Linked DNA regions of Mus musculus: all the other regions are linked to region 3. Evidence: chromatin contacts called from public HiChIP or PLAC-seq and promoter capture Hi-C data. All regions are on one chromosome and are shown on one strand. Each heading gives the region's core, a stretch centred on a gene start, on an enhancer-like site or on the middle of the called end of the contact. The rest is flanking DNA. Distances are from core to core; before and after follow the strand shown. Region 1 overlaps Smg1 (SMG1 homolog, phosphatidylinositol 3-kinase-related kinase (C. elegans)). Region 2 holds the start of Rps15a (ribosomal protein S15A). Region 3 holds the start of Itpripl2 (inositol 1,4,5-triphosphate receptor interacting protein-like 2).

Region 1 (3,529 bases), core at 953-3,452, 290 kb after region 3:
CTCACAATTGCCTGTAACTCCAGCTCCAGGTGATTGGACACCTTTGGCCTCCAAGAACGCTTCTTCATGAATGCACATACACTTTGAAATAATAATGGGAAGAAGTGGAAAAGCCCTTAAGACAAACTTCAAAAGCAGTTAGAAAATATTCACTCTTAAATAATTTTCCTGATGTTAAGAACTTGATAGAGAAAATTACAAAGACTTAATACAGTAAGGCGCCTCCCCTCAAATTTCATTATTAAAAGTTTGATTAAAGAGCAAGTAGAAAGATGCGCAGTGAAGCTCTTGCTGTCAGCCCTAGAATCTGTCATCGCTATGTCACTGTATTCCTTTATTACGTCTCTCAATCCCCTTGCCATTCCATGTAAATGCTCTCCAGAGGCTGCCAGTTAAAATGAGCTTGGATGTATCTCGAAACTGATTATGACTCTTATTTCCTGTGAGTCAGTTTCTTTCATATCCCGAAGAGGGAAACATGCCATCCTCATGTGATTGAGGAATCTATGTGAAAGAGAGTCTTCTTTCCTAAACATTGGCTTCTGGAAAGGCGTGAGCTGATGCGCTATGAATGAAAGTTACTATTCCAGAGAGTTTTATACATGTAAACTGAGATGCTGCATAATCTGAATGGAAAGATAAGTTAAAGAATGTATACAGTGCTGTTTTTAAGTAGAATCTGAAGTTTCTCTCTATATTTTTTAAGGTACTAGTTAAACAGTTGGATAATATCTTGGCTGCTGTTCATGATGTGCTCAATGAAAGGTAAGTAATAATGGTCACATTTAGATGATTTTGAAGGTAATTATAAAAATAAAGTAAACATGATAAACTGTGGACCGTATCACTAAGACTTCTAACCTTGTTATGTAAGTTAATAATTATTGAATACAAATGGAATCTACTCAAAAGAGGCTCTTGTCTCCTAGACACTGGCTTGTGGAAAGACATGAGCTGATGCTTTCATGAATGAAAGCTACTGTTGCAGAGAGTTTTTAAAAATGCTTAGAGAGCAATGGGAAAGGGGAACTTTATTCTTTAAATAATCTCTAGGCTTTGCATAGGTGTGCAATGATTCCAAAGATTTGCAGTACTGAAATACACTCAGGGCCGGGCGTAGTGCTGCACGCCTTTAATCCCAGCACTCGAGAGGCAGAGGCAGGCGGATTTCTGAGTTGGAGGCCAGCCTGGTCTACAAAGTGAGTTCCAGGACAGCCAGGGCTACACAGAGAAACCCTGTCTCGAAAAACAAAACAAAACAAAAAACAAAAAAAAAACAACAGAAAAAAAGAAATACACTCAGTGTAGCAGATCACTGTTTTAGTTTACATAATTACTTAATGCTACACTTAATTGTAAGTTTGTGTGGTTTAGCTACTAAAAAATTTCCTACATTGGAGTCCTTACTTGGTGGGTATTATAGAGAAATGGAGTACATTTTCTAAAAACTCCCTCATGCCTCTTTCTGTGAATCAGTTATAACCCAAGCCTGGATATTAGCACTTCTCAGCTTTTTAATATTTTTTTAGTAAATGATTTCCTAAAGAAATCTCATGTCTGATAAAGGGACTTTTGAGCATTGTAGAACTCAGGAGGATACAGATGTAGAATGGGTAAAATTCCACCTTTTTATTTAGTTTGAGCTTTGGAAAGTTATTTAGGAATTCTTTAATACATGGGAGACAGTCTTTTGTAAGATGTATCATACTTTCATCCTTGAAAATTGATGCCTTTTGTATGTTTTTTGTTCCATTTGCATTAAAACAAACACAGTAGTAAGTTGCTTCAGGAGTTGAGGCAAGAGGGAGCTTGCTGTCTGGGCCTTCTCTGTGCTTCTCTGAGCTACGAGGCTGAGAAGATCTTCAAGTGGATTTTCAGCAAGTTTAGCTCATCTGCGAAAGATGAGGTGAAGCTCCTCTACTTGTGTGCCACTTACAGAGCGCTGGAGACTGTGGGGGAGAAGAAAGCCTTTTCTTCGGTGATGCAGGTGAGAGCCAGGGACCCACAATGCAGTGCAGTGAGGTAAAGGGCAGGCCTAGCTGCCTCCTGTTGAGGGCAGCACTGTGAAAATGAATGCCTTTTAAGTCCAAGTAAAGTTAGGGTTAAAGTAACTGAATTTTAGACATTTATGTCTTTTTAGTTTTTAGAAGCTTCCCTTTGAAGTTGCTTAATACTAGAGTGACTTGCAGATTTGAAAGTAGGAACTCTACTGTGAGAGTTCAGTCAGAGGCCGTCAGCATTTGAGAGAGACTAACGCTAAACATCACAGCTAATTTCTAAATCTTTCCCCCCCCCCCTTTAAAATTCCCTAAATTTAGATTTGATGTCAAAAATTATAAATCTAAATACTGCAAATACTTCTGAATATCTGGATATATAGAAAAGCTCATTCCCAACGTAGGTTTTTTTCTTTCTTTTTTGAATATAAGATGTCACTGTCTGCGCCACTGTTCTCTAATGTTTTACCTTTCTGCCTTGGCCCTGAGAGCCAAGGCTCTATGCTGGATCTGAGAAATATTTATATAACATTTTTGTTGAGGGAATGTTTGAAAAAAATAAGTTATTTTGTACCTGGAATAGCTGATGTCTATTTATTTATTTATTTGTTTAGAGGCAGAGTCTTACTATGTATTCTGCTTAGCTCAAAACCAAAGAGATCCTCCTGCTGCTGTCTTTTGAGTGCTGGGACTAGAGGGTTGTGATACTATGCCTAGCTTTGTTTGCTTTTTACAGCTCTCAAACTGCTTTATTTTGAGTAATTTAAAAAATATATGTATGTGTGTTTGTTTGTGTGAATGTATCAAAAACTGATATACATTTTTCCTTGATTATAGAAACTTATGAAAGTTTATAATAATTACTTGTAACTAAACAACATAGTAGCAAATTGGTCTAATTTTACATATAGTAGTATTTTCTAACTGCAGTTTGAAAGATTCCAAATCCACAGGAAGATATGTAGATCACTCTTTGTTTTTTTTGTTTGTTTGTTTGTTTTCTGAGACAGGGTTTCTTTTTACTAAGAGAGCTTGCTCTAGAACTTGCTCTGTAGATTAGTCAGGCCTCTGCCTCTAGTGTACTAGGATTAAAGAGTGTCACTCTACCTGCCTTAAATATTCTTTAACTCAGGCTTATCACTTTTTTTTTTTTTGTGGTGGGGAGTCAGGTGTTGCTGAAGATTATAATTATACCCCAGGCCTCATGTATATTAAGAATAGTACTGTGGAGGCATTTCGTCAGCCCCCACTTAATCACATTTTGCTAAAAGCTGTTTTATTGGTTTACTTTTTGTTTTTTAAGTCAGGGTCTTACTCTATATAGCCCAGGCTGGCCTGGAACTCATGGTGATCCTCCTGTACCTGCTTCCCAAATGCTGGAGTTACAAGGGGTACTACCGTATCTGTTTTTTTTCTTTATCTTTTTTGGTGTTGAGGTATGTGTGGTATTCACTTGTTTGGAGGACAGAGGTAGGTTTTGTTTTTTCTTTTGTTCTCCACCTTAGTTTTTTGAGCCATGGTCTCTCACTGCC
Region 2 (3,215 bases), core at 464-2,963, 380 kb after region 3:
GTGCTCAAAATCCTTATAAACCTTGGGAAAGCCTGTGGTCCTTTTGTGGGGTGAATTATGACTGGGAATGAAGACTTCCCCTGTTGTGAGAGAAGATGAAGGGGACTCTGGCGGCCAGAGCATGACAAAGATGGTTCTGGCGGGCCTTTTTCTTCTCCCTTCCTCTTTTCTAAAAACTATTAGGTTACATTCCTAAAGCTCTCTTATTTGGTCACTTATTTGCTCACTTCCTTCTGAGGCTGACTACCAAGGTCCAGCTTTCAAAGGATGGAGGTCCAGCAACCAAAAGTCCCCTTGCAGCTACCCTAATTAACGTGTCTAACCAGAGTTAGACACTTCATCCTAACAAGAGGTTTTTTCCCCCTTTACCCTCATAAACTGTCGTTTGCTCAAGGGCCACACCTGTCTCCTCTCTATGCAGAGGCAGTTCTTTGTTCCCAGGACTTACATCCTTTCCCTCCCTCTCCCTTGTTCCCCTCTCCCTCACCTTCTATCTCCTGTCTTTGTCTCTCATTCCCTGTCCTTTGTTCCTCTGGGGGAAATAAATCTTGTGCCAAACACTGCTGAGCACTGCCACATTTGTGTGGTCTCTCAAAAGCTCCTCTGAGTGGTTCTATCATCCCTGTTTTAGAGATGGAGAAACTGATTTGTCCATTCAGTTTTTTCTTCAACTATATGTCGAGGACCTACTATGTGGCAGATGCTTCTCCAGACTTAGTGTGAACAGCAATGAACGAAGCTTCCCGAACCTCTGTAGGCTTGAAGCTTAATGGTCCAGGCTAGGAGTCAACAGATTCACTTGAGGTGTAACCCCAGTTACAGAAGTGAGGCAGACAGATCACAGGGCTGCATAATAGGAGGAGGAGGAGGAGGAGGAGGAGGAGGAGGAGGAGGAGGAGGAGGAGGAGGAGGAGGAGTGTAACCCCAGTTACAAAAGTGAAGCAGACAGATCACAGGGCTGCATAATAAGAGGAGGAGGAGGAAGAAAAGTGGACCTTAAGCCGGGCATGGTGGCACACGCCTTGAATCCCAGCACTCAGGAGGCAGAGGCAAGCGGATTTTTGAGTTCGAGGCCAGCCTGGTCTACAGTGAGTTCCAGGACAGCCAGGGCTATACAGAGAAACCCTGTCTCGAAAAACAAAAAAACAAACAAAAAAAAAAAAAAAAAAAAAAAAGAGAGAGAGAGCGAGAGAAGCGGACCATGGCAGTAATCCCTGTTACTAGTCAAGATTTTCATGACTCCGGGGACAGCATTGGGCCACTACTGGTCTCCAAAAGCCAAATTCAAGCCAAACCAACCAAAACAATAATAACAAAAGCCAAGTGCTGTGATGTTTAATCTCAGCACTGGGAGGCAGAGGCAGGTGGAGGCTAGAAGTCAGCTTGGTCTTCATAGTTCCAGCCCAGCCGAAGCTACCTAGTGAGTTTCATTGTGGCAAACAAAACTAAACGCAAGAACCCGCAGTGGCGTTAATGCCAAAACCCTAGAGGCTGAGGCAGGACTGCCGCGAGTTTCAGAGCGACTAGCAGCCCACCATTTCTAGTTTCATCTGCCCCTCCCAGAGGAGGCCCCGCCCTCGCATTGGTTGTCCTATAAGAAATCACAGGGTTTTGGGTTTTTTTTTTTTAAGTGTGTGACCATGAAGTCTCGCGATAGCGCTTCCGCTTCCCATAATTCCGTGCGTTTGCCCGGCCCACTCTCTTTCTGCCATCTTCCCTCGCCGGTGAGTGAGTGTTTGTGAAACTCCGTGTTCATCCGTGTGGTATCTGTGCCATCCCTTTACCCCGTGTTCGCTTTCGGAGTCCCGTGGGCCTATAGATCCCTGCAGGGGCCGTAGTCTCCGTCTGCCGGGGTCGGGGGCTATGGGTAGCCCTTTGCGGGAGCCGGCCCACTGCAACAGGCCGGGCTCGGCTCGGGCCGGCGGGGACGGTGGCCCGCGTGGGCCCTGCAGCCTCCGGTGTCTGCGGGAGCTCTGGAGTCCCGAGTGTCCCACGCGGCCGTGGCCAGGGTTGGCGCGGGGAGTTAGGCTCAGCCACTCACTGCCGAGTTAGGGAACCACGTCGTGGTTTACTCTTGGCGCGTAAAATACGCCTTGGCAGCGTCCTGAGGAGCCGTGGAGGTAGCCTATGGGTTGTGGCCGTTCAGTAGGCTGGCTGGGCTCCCTGTCACGTACTGCCTCTTCTCCCGAAAGGGGGTGTGTGTGTGTGTCTGTGTGTTAAATGGTTACCTGTAAATGAGTTAAGTCGCGTTAACCTCTTGACACACTGCTGGCTTTGAAAATCTTGGCAGACGGTGCCAGAACTTTTTCCTAATGACAGTTCCCGCACCCCCACTTTCAGTTTGGCTAGCTGGTCGGTCCCACCATTTCGAAGGCTATCTTCTGTGTGGTGAGGCTCGGCTTGTGTCATTCTCTCCCCAGCTATTTTGTGTGGTGGGTGGTATGAATAGGAGTGTCTTGGAGGGCTAGACTCTGAAGAACAGTGCTGAACAGTCGGGAAATTGTAGTGAATTTTTCCTGGTTCTTGGGAATGTTGCTTAGACCTAGGAAAAGCTAATGGGGGTAGGACAGCATGATTGGGTGTTGATGCAAACCCCGGCTTTTCTTTCCACAGCCACCATGGTGCGAATGAATGTTCTGGCGGATGCTCTCAAGAGCATCAACAACGCTGAGAAGAGAGGCAAACGCCAGGTCCTCATCAGGCCATGTTCTAAAGTCATCGTTCGGTTCTTAACCGTGATGATGAAGCACGGTGAGTATTGGTGTCTTGGGTTTTTGACAGTGCTGGATCTGGGAGGGAAAGACAGTAACCGTTCAAGAAAAGAATGGGTGTGTTGATGCTAACTCCCAAAAATTTTTATGTGATACGGAGCTTTCAGAATTCTGATGCAGAGACTCAGATGAGAGAAAAATCTAATAGGCAAAAAGTTAGTGTTGGCGTAAAGGTTTAGGTCTCAAATTGATGTCTGGTTTGACGCTGGTCACTTGTTTTATAGGATACATTGGTGAATTTGAGATCATTGATGATCACAGAGCTGGGAAGATTGTTGTGAACCTCACAGGAAGGTTGAACAAGGTAAGACATCTTGCTTCTCAAATTGCAGCTGTCTGCCACTTCACAGTGTTGTCATTCTTGCTCTACTTCCCTGATTTAAGGAATTGGCTAAGGCTATGCTTCTGTTTTAGTACCCACATTTCACTTGGTGTCTTTGGTTA
Region 3 (3,700 bases), core at 457-2,956:
TATAAGGCAAGGTGACTGTGTGTCAGGTTGTCAAGGGGTGGATGTGTGGTGGTAAATCTTGGTATCAACTTAAACACAAGGGGGGCACCTTGTGAGGACACCCTAGGAATCCTCTGGACTCTGGCAACAGCATACATGGGATCTAAAAATAAATCCAGTGGCTGGGGAGATGGCTCAGTCAGTATAACACTCGCCTCACAAGCACGAAGACCCTTGTTCCATCCACAGAACCTCTGTGAGGAGGAGGCAGGTATGGAGGAGCAGCACACGATGGCCCGAATGTGAAACTCCAGCACTGGGGAGGTAGAAACAAGCCAATGCCTGGAGCTGCTGGCCACCGAAACAGCAACCTCAGGTTCAGTGAGACACCCTGTCTCAAAACCCAAGGCGGAATAGCACCCAAGGAATGACACTGAGGAATAACACCCAAGGTTAACTTATGGCTTTCACATATAAATGTGAGTGAACACACACACACACACACACACTTCTGCTTAGCCTGACTAGTTCAGTCAGGATCTCCTGGACTAATGCTGGGATGACCCTCTATCCTGGTTCTATGGTTGGGATCCCATATGCTCTAAGTCATTTACCCTTGCTCCCCTTATACAGCAGCAAGGTGTAATAAGTGTGAACAAATACAGACGACTATTCAAATACATTCAAATTGTTCCTGGGACTTTCGTGTTATGAAAAAGCGCAGGCTTTCCAGGTTTGTAAGAGTCCTCACAAAGGACTCAGAAAAAAAAAAAATGCCCAAAGGACACATGGACCTCTTCCCTGGCCACCCTGCCTTCTGACTCCTCTAGATGGAAGCACAGCTCTGCAAAGGCTGTGTGACTTTGGGTGATCTTTGGAACCTGGCTGGACTCTAGTATCAGAAAATCTGAGAAGATACTACTTATTGGCAATAGATATTAGCACTAAGGTCTTATCAGTATGGATTAGCATTAAAGTACAGAGTAAGTATGTACCATGTGACTGATGCAGGTATAAGGCAAACCAAAACCAAAACACAGTTCTTTCTTTCTTTTCTTTCCTTTTTAAAGTAAGTGTGTGTGTGTGTGTGTGTGTGTGTGTGTGTGTGTGTGTGTGTGTGTGCTTGCATATACGAGGAGGTCAGAGGGTAGGTAACTTGCAGAACACTTCTCTCCCTCCACTATGCAGGTTTGAGAATCAAACTCAGGTGGTGAGGCTGGGCATCAAACCTGTCTCCTGTCCTGCAAAAACTATCATTATCGCTTTGCACCAGCTCTCCCAGGTCTCAGATCCAACACTACCTCGTCAGACACCCTACAGTTTGGGGCAGGACTCTGAGGATCATCCTTTGGAAGATCAACCTGTACTCCTTCATTCAGCTTCCTTTCAGAACATCTGCTGGTGGGAATCTTTGTTTTTGAGACAGTCTATGTAGCCCAGACTAGTCTTGAACTCATGACTCCAGCCTCGGGATCAGAGGCAGTCATCACCACCCTTCTCTGTTCGTAGTCCCGTTTTACCAGACTGTGAGCTTGAATAACAGGCAAGAGAACCTCCACACTATCAACTGCATTCCCAGCCCTTAGGCTCCTGTCTAGTGCTTAGTAGGTACTCTACAGAGGTTTACAAGACAGCACAGCGGCAGACAGCTAGGGGCCACTTCCGCCCGAGCCTGCCACGCCGCCAGCGGGACTCGTTGGGGGTGGGGCCGGGCGAAGGGAGGGCCGGGCGGTGGGGCTGCAAGCCTTCCTCCAGCAACTTCCCAGTAAGTGCGGGATCAGATGCAGCCACCGCCCCGGAACCAGGCCTTCCCCGTTCTGCCTTCCAGGAGGGGGCCCAGGAGTAGCCCTCGGGAGTGCAGTCTCCCGCAAGTCCCGAAGTCCCTCTGGCCACCCGACGTCGAACCAGGCGGAGGCTGGGAGGGGGCCGCCCTCCCCGCGAGGCTCCAGACTCCGGCATTTCCTCCCGGCTGCCCGGCGCGGCCTTCCCCTCCGAAAGAAGAAAATCCCGGGACCCGAGTAACCCGGCCGATCGCCCCTGTGCACAGCTGTGGCGGAGCCAGGAGGGCCGCCCAGGGTAGGGTAGGAGTCCGGGGCAGAAGCCAGCCCAGGGCAGCGCGGCTGGGACTGAGCGGGACAGGGACAGGGCGCGGTCAGGGGCCGGAGCGAGCTGCGCGGGCGGCGCCTGGAAGGGGAACTTGAGCTAAGAGTGGAGGCAGAGCAGCGGGGCTGCTGGCCCCGGCGCTGCGAGCGGGGAGCCTCCTTCAAGGCCAAGGACACGGGGGCCTCGGGGCCTCCGGGACGCTGCGCGCATGCTGGGCAGGGGACACCACCCGGGCTCGCGCCCTGGGCCGCCCGGTCTCCCGGCATGTCCGTGCGGTACACGCTCAACCTGCGGGTCTTCTGGCCCTTGGTGACCGGGCTGTGCACGGCGCTGGTGTGCCTCTACCATGCCCTACGCAGCAGCGAGGATGCCCGGGCCGAGTCCCCCGACGGCGCAGACAGCGGTTTCCCGTTGCTCAAGGTGGCCATCCTTCTTCTCCTCGGCTACATCCTCCTACGATGTCGCCACGCCATCCGCCAGCGCCTGTTGCCAGGCTCTTCCCGCCCGCGTGGTCATGCCAACTTCTCAGCCAGATCCTTGCAAGAGCCAGGCCTGAGCATCTTACTGGAGAGTTACTATGAGCACGAAGTGCGCCTGTCGCCGCATGTGCTAGGTCACAGCAAGGCACATGTGAGCCGGATTGTGGGGGAACTAGTGCAAGCTGGCCGGGCCCGAGGGTCTCCAGGCCTCATCACCGGGGGAGCACTGGCTTTGGCCTTCCGGGGAGACTTCATCCAGGTGGGCAGCGCCTATGAACAGCATAAAATCCGCCGACCCGACAGCTTCGACGTGTTGGTGCCACTGCGACTCCCGCCGCAGGTGGCGCTGGAGCCGCGGAGCCTGGGGACCGAACCCTCGCTGACCCCAGCCTTCCGCAGCTGCTTCGTGTGCGCCCTCAAGGCACCACCCTCGCCATCGGGGGCCTCGACGGGCCAGTGGCATCGCGACTGCAAACCCTTCGCTGAAGGCTTCTGTGTGGATGTGCAGGGCCGTCGCCACCTCTCAGCTACCCTGGTACTGCGCTGGTTCCAGGCGCACCTACAGCGCTCCTTGGCCACTGTGCGCTACAGCTTGGAGGGTCGCTGTCGGGTCAGCCTGACCCCAGGCAGTCTGGAGCAGCCCCCCACCCTCCACATCCTTCCTTGCCGCACGGACTATGGCTGCTGCCGCCTTTCCATGGCCGTGCGCCTCATCCCTGCTGTCCACCTGGGTGATGGCGTCTTCCTTGTGGCACCACCACCACCACCCTCGCCTAGCGGGGCCCTGTCAGAGCTCCCGGGTGGCCTGCGCGCCGAGGCTCTGTGGGGTGTGAACACAGCACGTCAGGAGCAGAAACTGCTGGGCTGGCTTCAGGAACGGGCGCCTCCAGGTGCCTGCTATCTCAAGTGCCTGCAGCTGCTTAAGGCTCTTCGAGACTTGGGTGCCCGCGGGCTGGACCCGATGGCTGCTACACACTGGGGACGTATCCTGTCCTCTTACGTGCTCAAAACGGCGGTGCTGGAGGTGCTTCTGAACGAGGGCAGCCCAACGCCCAGCTGGGACGAGGCACACCTGAGTGAGTGCTTGGAGAAGTTGGTGAAGTTCCTTAGGGACTGCCTGCTGAGACGCCGAGATCTCT

Evidence for each region. Promoter capture Hi-C pulls out the DNA fragments that hold promoters and counts their contacts. HiChIP or PLAC-seq counts read pairs in DNA pulled down with a chosen protein or histone mark.
Region 1: an H3K4me3 HiChIP or PLAC-seq map of bone marrow-derived macrophages shows a contact between it and region 3, with 3 times the contacts expected there. The contact joins the enhancer-like site here to the promoter of Itpripl2 in region 3. A contact is called at or near these places in 2 of 39 promoter capture datasets (the C10 cell line and liver), 1 of 115 datasets of contacts at active chromatin or transcription factors (bone marrow-derived macrophages) and 2 of 9 other capture datasets (bone marrow-derived macrophages and liver).
Region 2: a promoter capture Hi-C map of 3T3-L1-derived adipocytes shows a contact between it and region 3, with 6 times the contacts expected there. The contact joins the promoter of Rps15a here to the promoter of Itpripl2 in region 3. A contact is called at or near these places in 18 of 39 promoter capture datasets (the 3T3-L1 cell line, 3T3-L1-derived adipocytes, the C10 cell line and 11 more), 7 of 484 Hi-C or Micro-C datasets (Th1 cells, Th2 cells, bone marrow-derived macrophages and 3 more), 6 of 115 datasets of contacts at active chromatin or transcription factors (the NIH/3T3 cell line, bone marrow-derived macrophages, effector CD8 T cells and 2 more) and 3 of 9 other capture datasets (adipose tissue, liver and macrophages).

Annotation. Positions count from the first base shown.
Region 1 is chr7:118,205,259-118,208,787 of GRCm38.p6, reverse strand. It overlaps Smg1 (SMG1 homolog, phosphatidylinositol 3-kinase-related kinase (C. elegans)), which reads left to right. Exons shown (of 63, transcript NM_001031814.1): 5 at 707-765; 6 at 1,774-1,987. Among named protein-coding and RNA genes, the nearest start is that of Gm40454, 25 kb to the right of the region's middle. Within about 2 kb of position 2,202, at least 21 of the 459 cell types and tissues checked have an H3K27ac peak or open chromatin away from gene starts, as enhancers often do. A contact at or near this core is called in bone marrow-derived macrophages, where this site is marked.
Region 2 is chr7:118,114,645-118,117,859 of GRCm38.p6, reverse strand. It overlaps Rps15a (ribosomal protein S15A), which reads left to right and starts at 1,713. Exons shown (of 5, transcript NM_170669.2): 1 at 1,713-1,724; 2 at 2,614-2,751; 3 at 2,996-3,075. The coding sequence starts at 2,619.
Region 3 is chr7:118,489,981-118,493,680 of GRCm38.p6, reverse strand. It overlaps Itpripl2 (inositol 1,4,5-triphosphate receptor interacting protein-like 2), which reads left to right and starts at 1,706. Exons shown (of 1, transcript NM_001033380.3): 1 at 1,706-3,700. The coding sequence starts at 2,347.